Regions from separate parts of the Mus musculus genome. Here all the other regions are linked to region 1. A link is a contact called in public Hi-C and HiChIP or PLAC-seq data. All regions are on one chromosome and are shown on one strand. Each heading gives the region's core, a stretch centred on a gene start, on an enhancer-like site or on the middle of the called end of the contact. The rest is flanking DNA. Distances are from core to core; before and after follow the strand shown.

Evidence for each region. A called contact is a pair of places that touch in the nucleus more often than the background predicts. HiChIP or PLAC-seq counts read pairs in DNA pulled down with a chosen protein or histone mark.
Region 2: a contact with region 1 is called in an H3K4me3 HiChIP or PLAC-seq map of bone marrow-derived macrophages, with 5 times the contacts expected there. The contact joins the promoter of 6720473M11Rik here to the promoter of Zfp174 in region 1. A contact is called at or near these places in 1 of 39 promoter capture datasets (the C10 cell line) and 1 of 115 datasets of contacts at active chromatin or transcription factors (bone marrow-derived macrophages).
Region 3: a contact with region 1 is called in a Hi-C map of bone marrow-derived macrophages, with 3 times the contacts expected there. The contact joins the enhancer-like site here to the promoter of Zfp174 in region 1. A contact is called at or near these places in 2 of 39 promoter capture datasets (the C10 cell line and neutrophils), 2 of 484 Hi-C or Micro-C datasets (the Ba/F3 cell line and bone marrow-derived macrophages), 3 of 115 datasets of contacts at active chromatin or transcription factors (bone marrow-derived macrophages, effector CD8 T cells and pancreatic cancer cells) and 2 of 9 other capture datasets (adipose tissue and pancreatic islet).

What each region holds. Positions count from the first base shown.
Region 1 is chr16:3,845,282-3,849,363 of GRCm38.p6, forward strand. It overlaps Zfp174 (zinc finger protein 174), which reads left to right and starts at 1,942. Exons shown (of 3, transcript NM_001081217.1): 1 at 1,942-2,993; 2 at 4,070-4,082. The coding sequence starts at 2,592.
Region 2 is chr16:3,631,452-3,635,533 of GRCm38.p6, forward strand. It overlaps 6720473M11Rik (RIKEN cDNA 6720473M11 gene), which reads right to left and starts at 1,737. Exons shown (of 2, transcript NR_165178.1): 1 at 1,389-1,737.
Region 3 is chr16:3,697,346-3,701,427 of GRCm38.p6, forward strand. No RefSeq gene overlaps it. Among named protein-coding and RNA genes, the nearest start is that of Mefv, 19 kb to the right of the region's middle. Within about 2 kb of position 2,101, at least 68 of the 459 cell types and tissues checked have an H3K27ac peak or open chromatin away from gene starts, as enhancers often do. A contact at or near this core is called in the Ba/F3 cell line, adipose tissue, bone marrow-derived macrophages and 1 more, where this site is marked.

The DNA.
Region 1 (4,082 bases), core at 692-3,191:
TTCAGAGATCTGTCTGTCTTTGCTAAGCACTAATGATAGACCAGGGGCAGGCACCATGTCACTCTGTCCCTACAAGGGTCATGCCAAACTCTGCAGTTTGTTACTTGCCTTTAAAACTTTTGTTTTTCTCAAGACAGAGTCTTACTATGTAGCTGTGATTGTTCTAGGACTATGTAGACTAGGCTGGCCTTGAACTCACAGATATCAGCCTGCCTCTGCCTCCTGAGTGCTGGGATTAAAGACATGCGCCACTATGCCCGGTTGCTTTTTGAACTTTTTAAAGATTTATTTATTATTTTTAATTATATGTAGGTGTATGAGCCTATATCTGGGCATGTACGTGTGAGGTGGCAGTGGAGGTCAGAGGCGTTAGATCCCCTGAATTTGGAGTTATATATGATTGTGAGCTGCCTGACACAGTGCTTAGAATACAACCCAAACCCTCTAGAAGGCCTCTAGAGGCCTGCCTCATGGGGTTTGTTTGTTTGTTTGTGTGTTTTTCTTTTTTCCATCTTCCTATTTTAAGGCAGGATCTCTCATTGGCCTAGAAATTAGCTCCTAGGCTAGTGTAGGAGGGCAGGGAGTTCCAATGATCCACCTGCTCTCCCTCCACCTCCCCAGTATGGGAATTACAAGAGCTCATCATCACATCCAGATTTTTCACATGCTTGTTTGGCAAGCACTATATCAACTGAGCTATCTCCCAGCCTTAAGGGAAAAAAATTGAAAGTTTTCTAGAGCATGCTTGCACATGCCTTTCATCCACACTGAGGAAGCAGAGGTTGAAGGATTATACACTGGGCTACATTGTGAGAAGTCTCAGAACAACAAAAAGATTATATATAACGAATAAAAATAAAAGGAGCTGGAGAGGCAGTTCACTGTATATAGCACTGGCTGCTCTTCCAGAGGGTCTGGGTTTGATTCCCAGCACCCACACCAGAGCTCACAACTCTCCAGTTTCAGGGGATTCCAACATTCTCTTCTGGCTTTCATGGGCAGCAGGCACATGTGATACACAGACAGACAGGCAGGCAAAACACCATACACCTTTAAATAAATAAATTTTAAAATAAACGAGAGCTGTGAAAGAAAGGCAAAAATCATAGGAGAAACTATTTTTGGAAATGTTAAGCTGTTAGTATGTGGGGAGAGGGTCCAAAGTCTTCAAGCATACGAAGATGTGTACGGAAAAAGTTAAGGTTGGTCTTCAAGTAAGAGAAGTTGTAGTTGCCTTACACTTTCTCTCATATCCCGTACTTCGTGAAACTCAAGAAAGTCTAATAGATGCTCTCCTGGTTTAATGACCCCCACACTGACCTCGTAAGTTCCATTCATCACATAATTATTGCTTCATTGATTGTGAAGACAGAGACTGATCTCTCACCATTGCACATCGTAGATGGTACCAGGTTGTCAGGCTTTACCTCAGACTCTGAAGATAGCCCATGCAGTGGGCAAACTACTTTGTTTCCTACGTGTTTGCATTCGTTGAGTCATTTGCGAAGGTTAGACCACGCAAGAATAGGAAAAAGCCTAGAGGCGAGGTCGAAGAAAGTTAAGATCCTGCTATGGAGAATGAGTTTCAGCGGGTTCGTCCAACCCCTGGGTCCTGTTTCAAGTACACCACAGACATGTCCTAAGAGGGAGGCCCTCCCGGCCAATATGAGACCTGACCTGAAGCCCCCCATACGGAGGACTCGCTGGACCCCTCGCACTTTCTGCTGCCCCAAATTCCCTCAGCCAACCGAGTGACTGCCAACTATCTGGTATTAGGCAGTACATTGCGAACGCTCCGGGACTAGCCACTGAACTACGACTCCCAAGAGGCACTGCGACTGATTGATAAATCAAACAGCCAATAAAAGATTAGCAGTGTCCTGGAGACCCAGTCCTGTAGAGGAGAGGCGGGCCTTCCCGTGGGTAGCTCTTGGAGCCAGTGGGCGTCTCCGTGGCGGGGCTCCGGCTCCTCCCCTAGACTGTGCTCTAGGGTTCCCGGTGTCCAGTCTCTGGCAAGGTGGGTCACCTGCAGGCGGGCACTGGCTTCTGAGCTGCCTCAGAACGTGGTGTCGCAGGTGGCTACTGGAACTGACACCCAACACTGCTGTGGAGCTGCGTGTCCGAGCTGACTGGGCCGCGGAGCCGCACTCCCTATCCTTAACCACGCATTGGTCGCGCTGTGGCCTTGGCTCTGCTTCGCTCAGAGGTGCTGGATCAGGTCGGTGTCTGCCAGATGCCGGAGAGTTGGTGCGAGCTACCCACAAGATGATAGCTTAAACTTTCCCTGGGGATTCCTCTACCGGCCCTAACGCGTTGTGAATTTCGCCAGATACAAAAATAAAATATTCTCTCCAGTGCCCTTCTGGGGTATTATGACTTTTCTCCTTAAAAACTGACGAAAAGACCGGGAACTATTTTGTTTTCAGAGTCTGGGATAAAGACTAGCAAATGAGAAAGCTATGTCTTTGCAGTCCTTCCAGGGAGGCTTCGTTCCTAACATTTTTCTAGCCTTCAGATTTCTCCAGAGCAAGGACCCAGAAGACATAATCAGTTTACCATTAGAGTGACACATTGTTCCCAGAGCCCCCAAAATGGCAGCTAGAATGGAGATAACTTTGAGCACCCACACTGAGGATTCTGACAAGCAAGAGAGACACATAATAATGAAGCTGGAAGAAAACCGTGGCCCCCCTCAGCAAAAAGCCTATCCTGACCCTGAGCTTTCCCGCCAGGGCTTCAGACACTTTTGCTATCAAGAAGTGTCTGGGCCCCAGGAAGCGCTCTCCTGCCTTCAACAGCTCTGCAGACAGTGGCTGCAGCCTGAACTACACACTAAAGAGCAGATTTTGGAGCTCCTGGTGATGGAGCAGTTTCTGGTCATCCTACCTCCAGAGATCCAGGCACAGGTCTGGCATCGGTATCCAAAGAGCAGCAGGGAGATTGTGACTCTGGTGGAAGATTTGCACAGAACATCCAAAAAACCAAAGCAGTGGGTAAGGAGGGTCCTATTTCTGTGGGTCCTAGGTAATGTTTTTGTTGTCTTTTGAGGTAGTGTTTTGTCTCATGATCCCTAGTTAGAGATTCCAGGCTTCAAAAGTTGCTTCCAGCCTGGAGGAATCCCCTTATCCCCCAAAGCCATAACCAGGGTTTCAGAAAACCGAGCCACTGGCACCCAGTGAGGAAGCAGAGAACTAAGCTATTCCTTCAGAGACTCCAACCTTGTAAGAGTAGGTTTTGTTTGTTTGTTTTTTAAGATTTTTATTTATTATATCTAAGTACACTGTAGCTGTCTTCAGATACACCAGCAGAGGGCGTCAGATCTCATTACGGATGTTTGTGAGCTGGGATTTGAACTCAGGACCTTTGGAAGAGCAGTCAGTGCTCTTAACCTCTGAGCCATCTCTCCAGCCCCCATAAGAGTAGTTTTAAGGAATCTCTACTGTCAGGTCTTCCCTGACCCACATCTTGAAGCTTTGCTACAATCAGAATTCTTAGCCAACAGGTCTAGCCTGTTCCATAGGAAACTAATTTTGGTGAAGCTCTGTGGACTTTGTTCCAGTGAAGTGTCTACCATATTGCCTTTGAATGGGAAAGTCTCAACTCAGTTCTCAGGTGTCTTGCCCCACCCCCTTCCCCAAGTGAAAGCCCAGCTGGAGCCACAAAAGGAAGCAAGTGACAGGTGGGGCAGCTTTGCTGGATCTGAGTGTCCTGGTCCTCTTTGGCAGGAAAACTTACCAAGTTGGAATGGCTTTCAGTGGCCCCTTACCATTCTCACGGGGCCTGTCTCTAGCAGAAGTAGAGAGGGGAGCATTGTTCATGATGATTCAGTAGTTTTGCAGCTCTCTTTTGATGATCTTGGCCCAAGCTGTGGGCACTACCTGGGAAGGCTGGCTGATTGTGAGGCAACCTCATTCTTTTTGCTCTGCCTGCTTTCCCTTTGCCTCCTTTTGGTGGCCTCTAGGTCCTTACCAGTTCTTCCCAGGGTAAGGGGGTCACTCTATAGCAGTGAGTGGCATGTTGCTCTCAGTTCATCAAGGAATGGAGAATTAATGGATAGCCCTTTTCCTAGGTGACTGTTTGTA
Region 2 (4,082 bases), core at 487-2,986, 210 kb before region 1:
CGCCTTAATGGCAGCAGCGGAGATTTGAGTGTATGCTCCCCAATCATAATTCGTCTGATTATTAGCATATTTCCCTTGTCCTGTTAATAATTCAAATGTCCAATTTCTCTGATTGCCTTCAGCAGTGGCATTGACCTTGGCCTGCGCCTGAGAAGCATCATGCCACAAGGCTTTCCACTCCATATATTGTCCCATGTTAGGGAGTGCAGCCTTCACTGTTGTCTTCCAGTCTCCTGGAGTCATGGCTAAAGTTGTAAATCTTTCAATTTGGGAGATAGTGAAATTGGCACTAACTCCATAATTGCGAACCTACTCAGCAAGTTCTTTTATCTGAATATACTCCACAGGGGCGTGTACTCGCCCTACATCTGCAGCTTCAAAGACAGGAAATGCCTGATATAATTTTTTCTTTTCCTCCTTTGAAAGAAAAGAATCAGAATAAAATTTCTCCACATAAGGTGGAGGAGTATTGAGACTAGAAGGCCTAGAGGTGGCCTGCTCTGTGTCTCCAGTAACTTTAATTTTTGTCTCTGATTTTTTCACTTGCCTTTCATCTGGATGGTATCTTTCTTTTTTATAGTGAGCTGCCTCATATTCTAACTCCTCTTCCTCAGAGGAACTAAGCTCATCTGATTTTAAACTATCAAGCCTCAAAGCCTCTAGTTCCTTTACCGGATAAAGGCTTTTCTTTTCCTGAACTTTCTCCTTATCTCTTTTCTCTCCCTGGGAATTTATTCCCAAATTTTTCACTTCCTCAGACTCAAGGTCTTTGGAAGGGCTTTGCTTCTTGTGCACATTTTTCCTTTTTTGAGCTCTTAACCTATCACACTGCTCCGTTTCTGGCATACTGTCTTGTAGTTCTTCCAATACCCCTTGTCCTGTTATTATTGCTGGACGGCATCTCTCATCCTCCAGGCACGATCTTACCAGTTTCCATAACGGCATGGTCCCTGCCTTTAATTTCCCATTCTGTTGTTCCTTAGCTAAGTCTTCCCTTAATTTCTCCCAAGAGGAAAGAGTTAACGACCCTGAACACTCGTACCAAGGTGATATACGTTCAATTTCCCTGATGAATGTTTCTAAGGTTCTTGTAGAGATTTTTATCTCACGCTGCTTTAACACAGACCGGAGCGCTGTAATCACAGAATGTGAAGTTCCCATACTGCTCCTTTATCTACAGGAGAGGCTTAAATATGGGACAAGCACTGCGGCTTATATACGTCCATCTGACCGTGCTTAACAACAGTCAAAATTTTTCAGCACCATTTCTGGTGAGCGCAGGATAAAACCAGAAGAAATAGGGTTAACACAGCCAGCACGAGAACAAAAGGCTTTCAGTGCCACCTTCAAGTTAAGAGGAGGGATTAAGAAGGATTAAAGTCACGTACCAGTATCCTCTCGGAGCTGAATCCACCAAGGTTCTGAATCTGCTCCGGTTGGTCGGAGGGTCTTCTCTCTGGGCGCATTGGTAAGGCGTATTCCCGGGTTCCAAGCACCAACTATCCTGAGCTTTGTCCCTGCCCGCAGTAACACACACAGGACACACAGATCCTTCCGTGGTTACTTTATTTCACAACATAATGAGGTAGACAAAGAAGGCTCAGAAACGTGTGTGGCTTATATACCCTAAGGTGTGACGTGTTTAACTAGGACTGGTAGCTTAACTCGGGATTCTCATGCACCCTGGGGACAGGCTATAGCCCTCAGGGGTTCGGCTAGTGCCCTGGGAGATGGACTGGTGACTTTTTGGCGGGCTTTTGCTCTTTGGACCTGCGCACAAGAGCCCGATCTAGACAAAGAGATCGGTTTGGCACGATGGAGGTTTAGCACCATCTAGTGACCGCACATATATTGCGGCTTTCCACATTCTTCTTTAATTTTGTTGAAGATATTTACTGGCCCATTAAGTTGGAAATCTTCCTTCTCGTCTATACCAATTATCCTTAGGTTTGGTCTTCTCATTGTGTCCTGGATTTCCTGGTTGTTTTGGGGTAGGATCTTTTTGCATTTCACATTTTCTTTGATTGTTGTGTCAATGTTTTCTATGGTATCTTCTGCACCTGAGATTCTCTCTTCTATCTCTTGTATTCTGTTGGTTATGCTTGCATCAATGGCTCCTGACTTCTTTCCTAGGTTTTCTATTTCCAGAGTGACTTCCCTTTGTGATTTCTTTATTGTTTCTACTTCTATTTTTAGATCTTTCATGGTTTTGTTCAATTCTTTCACCTTATTGGATGTTTTCTCCTGTATTTCTTTAAGGGAGTTATTTATTTCCTTCCTAGAGTACTCCATCATCATCATGAGAAGTGACTTTAGATCCATATCTTGCTTTTCTGGTGTAATGGTGTATCCAGGATTTGCTATGGTGGGAGAGGTTGGTTCTGATGATGCCAAGTAACCTTAGTTTCTGTTGCTTCTGTTCTTATAATTGCCTCCTGCGATCTGATTATCTCAAGTGCTCACTGCCCTCAGTATATCTGATTGGAGCCTGTCCTTCCTGTAATCCCAGTTGACTCAGAACTCCTCAGAGTCCAGCTTTCTCAGGTTCCCGGTATCCTGTGAACCTGAGATTCTGGGAGTGTCAGAGTTCTTGGTAGTCAAGCTTTCTCTGAGACCCCGAGATCCTGGTGTGACCAAGCTCCTGGGATGCTGGGATCCTGGACTCCTAAGATCCTGTACATGTTACAGCACCTGGAAGTGTTACCTTCTCTGGGGACTGAGGGCTGTCCATTGTGTTCAAAACCAAGGTAGACCAGCACTGACAAGAAGGAACCAAGCCTCTGGATGGGTAGGTTTCCTGTGTCCCTGATCCTGCTGGCACAGGCCCCTCCCGGTTGCATTCAAACAGATGTTGTGTTCCACTTACCAGTGATCCTAAGATCCTGGGCATGCTAGGACGCCTGCTTAGTGGTGAGTCCTCTGGGGAACATGGGACCATCCACAGGGTTCATGCGTAAGGTGTCCAGGGGCTGGCACTGACTGGAAGGAACTGAATAAAACTTTTTAAAAGGGACTGGTCTCTTTCACATAGATTTTTTTAATTTGTGAGAAGATTTCTTCATAGTATTTCTTTATTATTCTTTAATTTTTTGAGATTTTTTTTATTTAAGTGTATGAATGCTTTGCTTGTATGTTTGGCCATGTACTATCTGTGTGCAGTTCCTGTGATGACTAGATAACTGCACTGCATCCTCTGGAATTGGAGTTATAAACTTTAGGTGCTACATGAGTGTTGGGAATCAAACCAGGTCCTCTGGAATAACAGCCAGCCTTTTAACCACTAAACCAGCTCTTGATATCATTCTTTTAATGCCAATGGGATTAGTAGTAATGCTTACTCAGGGATTTCTGATACATGTGTTTCAGGTTCATGTGTTACAAGTTTGGTTGGTATTTAGGATATGGTGGGATGTCTGGGGGTAAGGGTGAGCCCGAAGATTTTAGGTTATAAGGAGATCTTTAACGAGATTTTGGACTCTCAACCTCTTTCCTGTGCTCTACTTTGCTTTCAGGATACCATGAGGTGAACAGACCCATGTCCATCATGTGTCCTTCTTGATATGTGGAGCTTAATAGCAAGGGCATGCAAAAGTGAACTGAGATGTCAGACACCAAGTCTCTTTGAATTTTCTCAGGTATTTTCTTACAGAAATGGGTAGCCAAATACCTTAGTTCCAGATCTCTTTGTTCAGACATGCACTAGAGGACACAGAGTTCCTGCTCACCTCTCTTGGTTTATCTGGAAAATTTTAGTGAGCTAATTTTATTTACATGTTTTCCAATGTCTAACATTTTTCAAGACATTTTTTCTTTGGCTCATTTATATGGAAATATTCTTTGATCCCAAAATATTTGGAATTCATTTTTTCTGAAACTTTTCAGGTAGAGACAGGACCTTTACTGATCTTATTTCTGCTCCTGGGTCTTATAAAATGAGTGAATTCTCTCTTGTGACTAAATCTTTTTCCATGCTGTTTTGTTTGGTTGGTTAGTGGATTGGTTTTTGTTTTATTCCTCCCACAATGGTATTGTCTCTCAGCCTCATGGACTCTGCAGATGAAGCACAAATTCTTCATTTGGGG
Region 3 (4,082 bases), core at 851-3,350, 150 kb before region 1:
TCTGTCAGATATTCTGGGCCAGAACGCTGAAGATGGTACTTCAACAAGCAGAGAAACATTGACTCCCTAGATAGCCAGCAACCTCCATCATTCTCTGCACTTCCTGTTTACTCGGTCAGTATTTATCTTTCTCAGGTCTCTGATGGGGTTGAAAACTATAGTTAGTTAGTTAGTTTGTTAGTTAGTTAGTTAGTTAGTTAGTTATAGTCTCACAATTAACTTTAAGTTGATTAGAATTTAAGTAATATTTTAAAGTCTAAAACGATATTTATAGGTTGGCAAATTCAAGTTATGTTAGAAAATAATTTAAGTGGAGAAATTTGAACTCATCAAGATAAAATAGATAGTACTTTTTTTCCAAGTTTGCCAAATACATATGGACTGGACACTGTGAATGTAATTCTTACCTGATAATTTTCACAATTGTTCTTATTGTATATAGTTTATTGTTGTTAGAGATAGAGCCTTTTATTGTATGTGGGAGTGGTGATTTTGCACATTGAGTGAAGTTGTGTCTCTGTCTTTCTTTGCCAGTCTAAGGCACCTTCTGATTGGTCAGAATAAAAAGCCTATGGCCTATAGCAAATGAGAATAGGAAGGCAGGACTTCTGGGTAAAGAACAAAGCTCCGGGAAAGAATCTAACACAGGAAGACCCACCACTGAGATGAGGAGAAAGTCAGATATCAGAAACCGAGGAGAGGTAATTCACTAGACACAGAGCAGTGTAATATAAATTAATTAGAAGAACAAGCCTAAGCTAAGGCCTAGGCATGATTAAATAAATAAGTCTCTGTGCTATTATTCAGGACCTGGGGTGGACATAGAAAAGGTGCAAATGGTTCAAACTGCTTTACCTTTGTGGCTAAAAGAACCATTTTTGTAGTCATCATGATTTTTAATAACAAAAGTAAAATAAAATAAAATAAAATCACACTCCTTTCTGGAAGCTTCAGGAGCCACCTCTTTCACTGAAGGAAATTCACCAGATAGCCTGAACTCAGACAGAGAAACTAGAAATTACCTTCAAGACTAGGTAGGGCATGAGTACACTGCCAATACTCAAGTTAGGTGCTGTGTACATTTGAGGTCTGAACCAGAAAGATATGATAGCTTGCTAAGGCAGGATGCCGAAATTGAAAGGGAAGATCTCTGATTAGGAGACTCTGAACGGAATGCCCTGAGCCAAACAGGAGAAGAATGACAGCTGGCAGACTGTTAAGAACCATCTTCCTTGAAAATGTGAAGTGCAATATCCACGTGATGATGGTGGCGGTACAAGACTTTAATCCCAGCACTCAGGAGGCATAGGCAGGTGGATATCTGTGAGTTCAAGGCCAGCCTGGTCTACAGCATGAGTTCCAGGGCAGCCACGACTACAGAGGAACTCTGTCTCGAAAAGTAAATTTAAAGAATAATTAAGTGCAAATCCAATATAGGAGTTGTAGTTTATTTCATGATTTCACAAAGAGAAATGGGCTAGAAGACAAGAAACCCAGGGTTCCCACTTTGTACCGTCAGGAAAAGTTGACTCCAGGGCAGAGGAAACACTCGAGACCGCTGAAGGTGTCCACACAAAACCCTTTCTTGCCGCTGTTCAGAGGCAGGAGACATCTAAGGCCCACTGGGTCAGAGCCACTAATCAGCCTAAGGTAAACCTTCGAACTCTTGGGGGTATACATAATACCCTAACTGCTCTAGCATCTCAGTAAGGGATGATGGTCACCCTCCCATTAGCCGTCCCAGCCTGGTTGTTTGTCTTCACTACACTATGCCTTTGGCATTCACAGCCTTCAGTGTTAAAACCTGGATTCTGAAAATGATCCTGAAAGCTAGGCGTGGATCTCTTGTCCTGACCTTCTGAGTGCCCTTAAAGATTAAAGACTGTCAGCAATCACTAGGAACTTGCCACCTTCAGTTTCAAGGACATCAAGCCCCGGTTTCTTCAGGGAGGCTCACTGTCTCTGCCTCTGTGAGATCACATCCGTGAGCCATTTTCAGTATGGAAGCCTCAACTCTTAGAGCACGTACTCAGTGCCTGAAAAGACGAGGCTGACTGCTGGTTGATAGATCTCTGAGGGCCCAAGGGAGGCCTGACAGGCAAAAACCACACTTGTGACTCACTAGAGAAACAGGAACAGGAAGCTAGTTCTGGTCCTCCCTAGTGGGCCTGCGTATCACCGTGAGCGGCCAATCTAGTGTCCAGTGCTCACTGGGAAATGTAGTTCCCTCCAAACTGCTACAGGGAGACCACCAGGAGGAGGGGGTGGGAGTGATTGGCCTTGGCTTCCTTGGCAGCACACCTGAGAGTCCAGGACCTCCTGGGCATGCCCGCTGGGTGTGTTCAGTGCGGTGTCCTCTCTGCCTTGAGGCATCAGCAGAACCTGCATGCTGGGCGGCACTTGGGTTCCAGTTTACTAATGCGGTCATATTTTAAAAGAGTTTTCATTTCTCTATTCGTTTTTGGCCTCTCACAGACTAGTGATCCTTTCTGACCTGTAAGTCATGGTGGTCTCCTACCTCAGCCTCCTGAGTGCCGGGAAACCAAGTGTGACCCACCAACTCTATTTCTTTATTTATTCTTTACAGTGAAGTACTGATGAGGGTTAGACAAGTCATGGGCACAGATTCCCTTAATCCTCTGTTGTGGCATTCAAATCCACTGGGAGAAACTAAAGACTCGGGCACTTTCAAATTTAGATTAAATGAATCTAATCTTACTGCCAGCAGGAGGAAGCAGCCTTAGAGCAGGACAGCATACAGAATGGCAAGGGGTTTAAGGTGAGGTTTTAAGGCAGACATCAGAAAGGAGTGTTTCCACGAATCCACAGCTGGGCAGAATTGTTTCATGTCCTCCGTTGTTTCTTACTTTCCTGCTATATTGTAGTAAAAATACCATTTCAACCCTTTCCCATGGCAACAAGCATGTTTTCCAGAAGCAGAGGCAGCTGTTCACACCCCACAGGCCTGTTCTTATCTCACACACAGGTGACTAGGATCTCCTGGCATTCCAGGGCTAGTGGCCCTTATGTGTGGCTATGTGTTACCTCTCTTTAGTCATCACGGGGGACCCACCCATGCAAATTATCACTCAGTCTGAGCACTCCATGACTGGGTTAGTGCAGGTCATGACAGAGAAAACACAGTGCACAGGTTAAGGGTAGCTGTCATATCACCACACTTCCATGAATGAAATGCCAGCCTCCAGTCATAGAAAATATGACAATGTAGACGTAGTAAACTTTTCTCTTTTTAAGTGTGTCAACACCAATAGTAGCCAACTCATTTAACCATGGCTTAAAATATAGAGTATGAAAACTGTGTAGTTTTCATATAGACTTTGAAAACAGGCAACAAAAGTTTTTGGAAGGTATCCACTTACATACAAAAGTTTACTATACAGAACTTAAATGAGTGAACAGTAGAAAACATGTTTTATTGGTTTGGTTTGGTTTGGTTTGGTTTGGTTTTTAAAAGGCCAGGCATAATTCCAGTGCTGATGAGGTAGAAATTTGGGGACTCCCTGGAGCTTGTAGGCCGGCCAGTGGTGGTGACAGTGGGAATGTGTCCCAGCTTGTCATCTAGTAATGACTTATCCTGCTAACTCTGGTCCCTGTGGCAGGTGGTGGAGATGCCTAGTTGCTAACATTCCTCCATTTTGTATATTATAAAAAGGAGGAACTAGAAAGGGATGACTGAGGCTGAGGCGGGAAGGAGAGCATCCTGCTGTTTGGCCCACTTCCTGCTGTCTGGGGGTGTTGTCATCCTCACCATCAGGACACACCAGTGTGTGTGGCTCACACCTCAGACTCTGTGGCTAGTGGGCTGGTGGTCCTGTAACAGTAACTGATTAGTTGTTAGACTAGAGAGTTTTTTAATTTGTCATTGGAAAACTGCAGAGAGGAAATTGATAAGGCAGGGTATGATTGGTAAAAGCAGAAAAATGAGAAGAAATGGGGTCAGTAAAGGCAGATGGGGTTTCGCAAAGGCCCATATTGGAGGCATTGAGCTGTTCTTTACATTTCTGGAAGTCTGTTTGAAATTGTTGAATTTTGTTTTTTACTATACCTGATTGGTTGACATA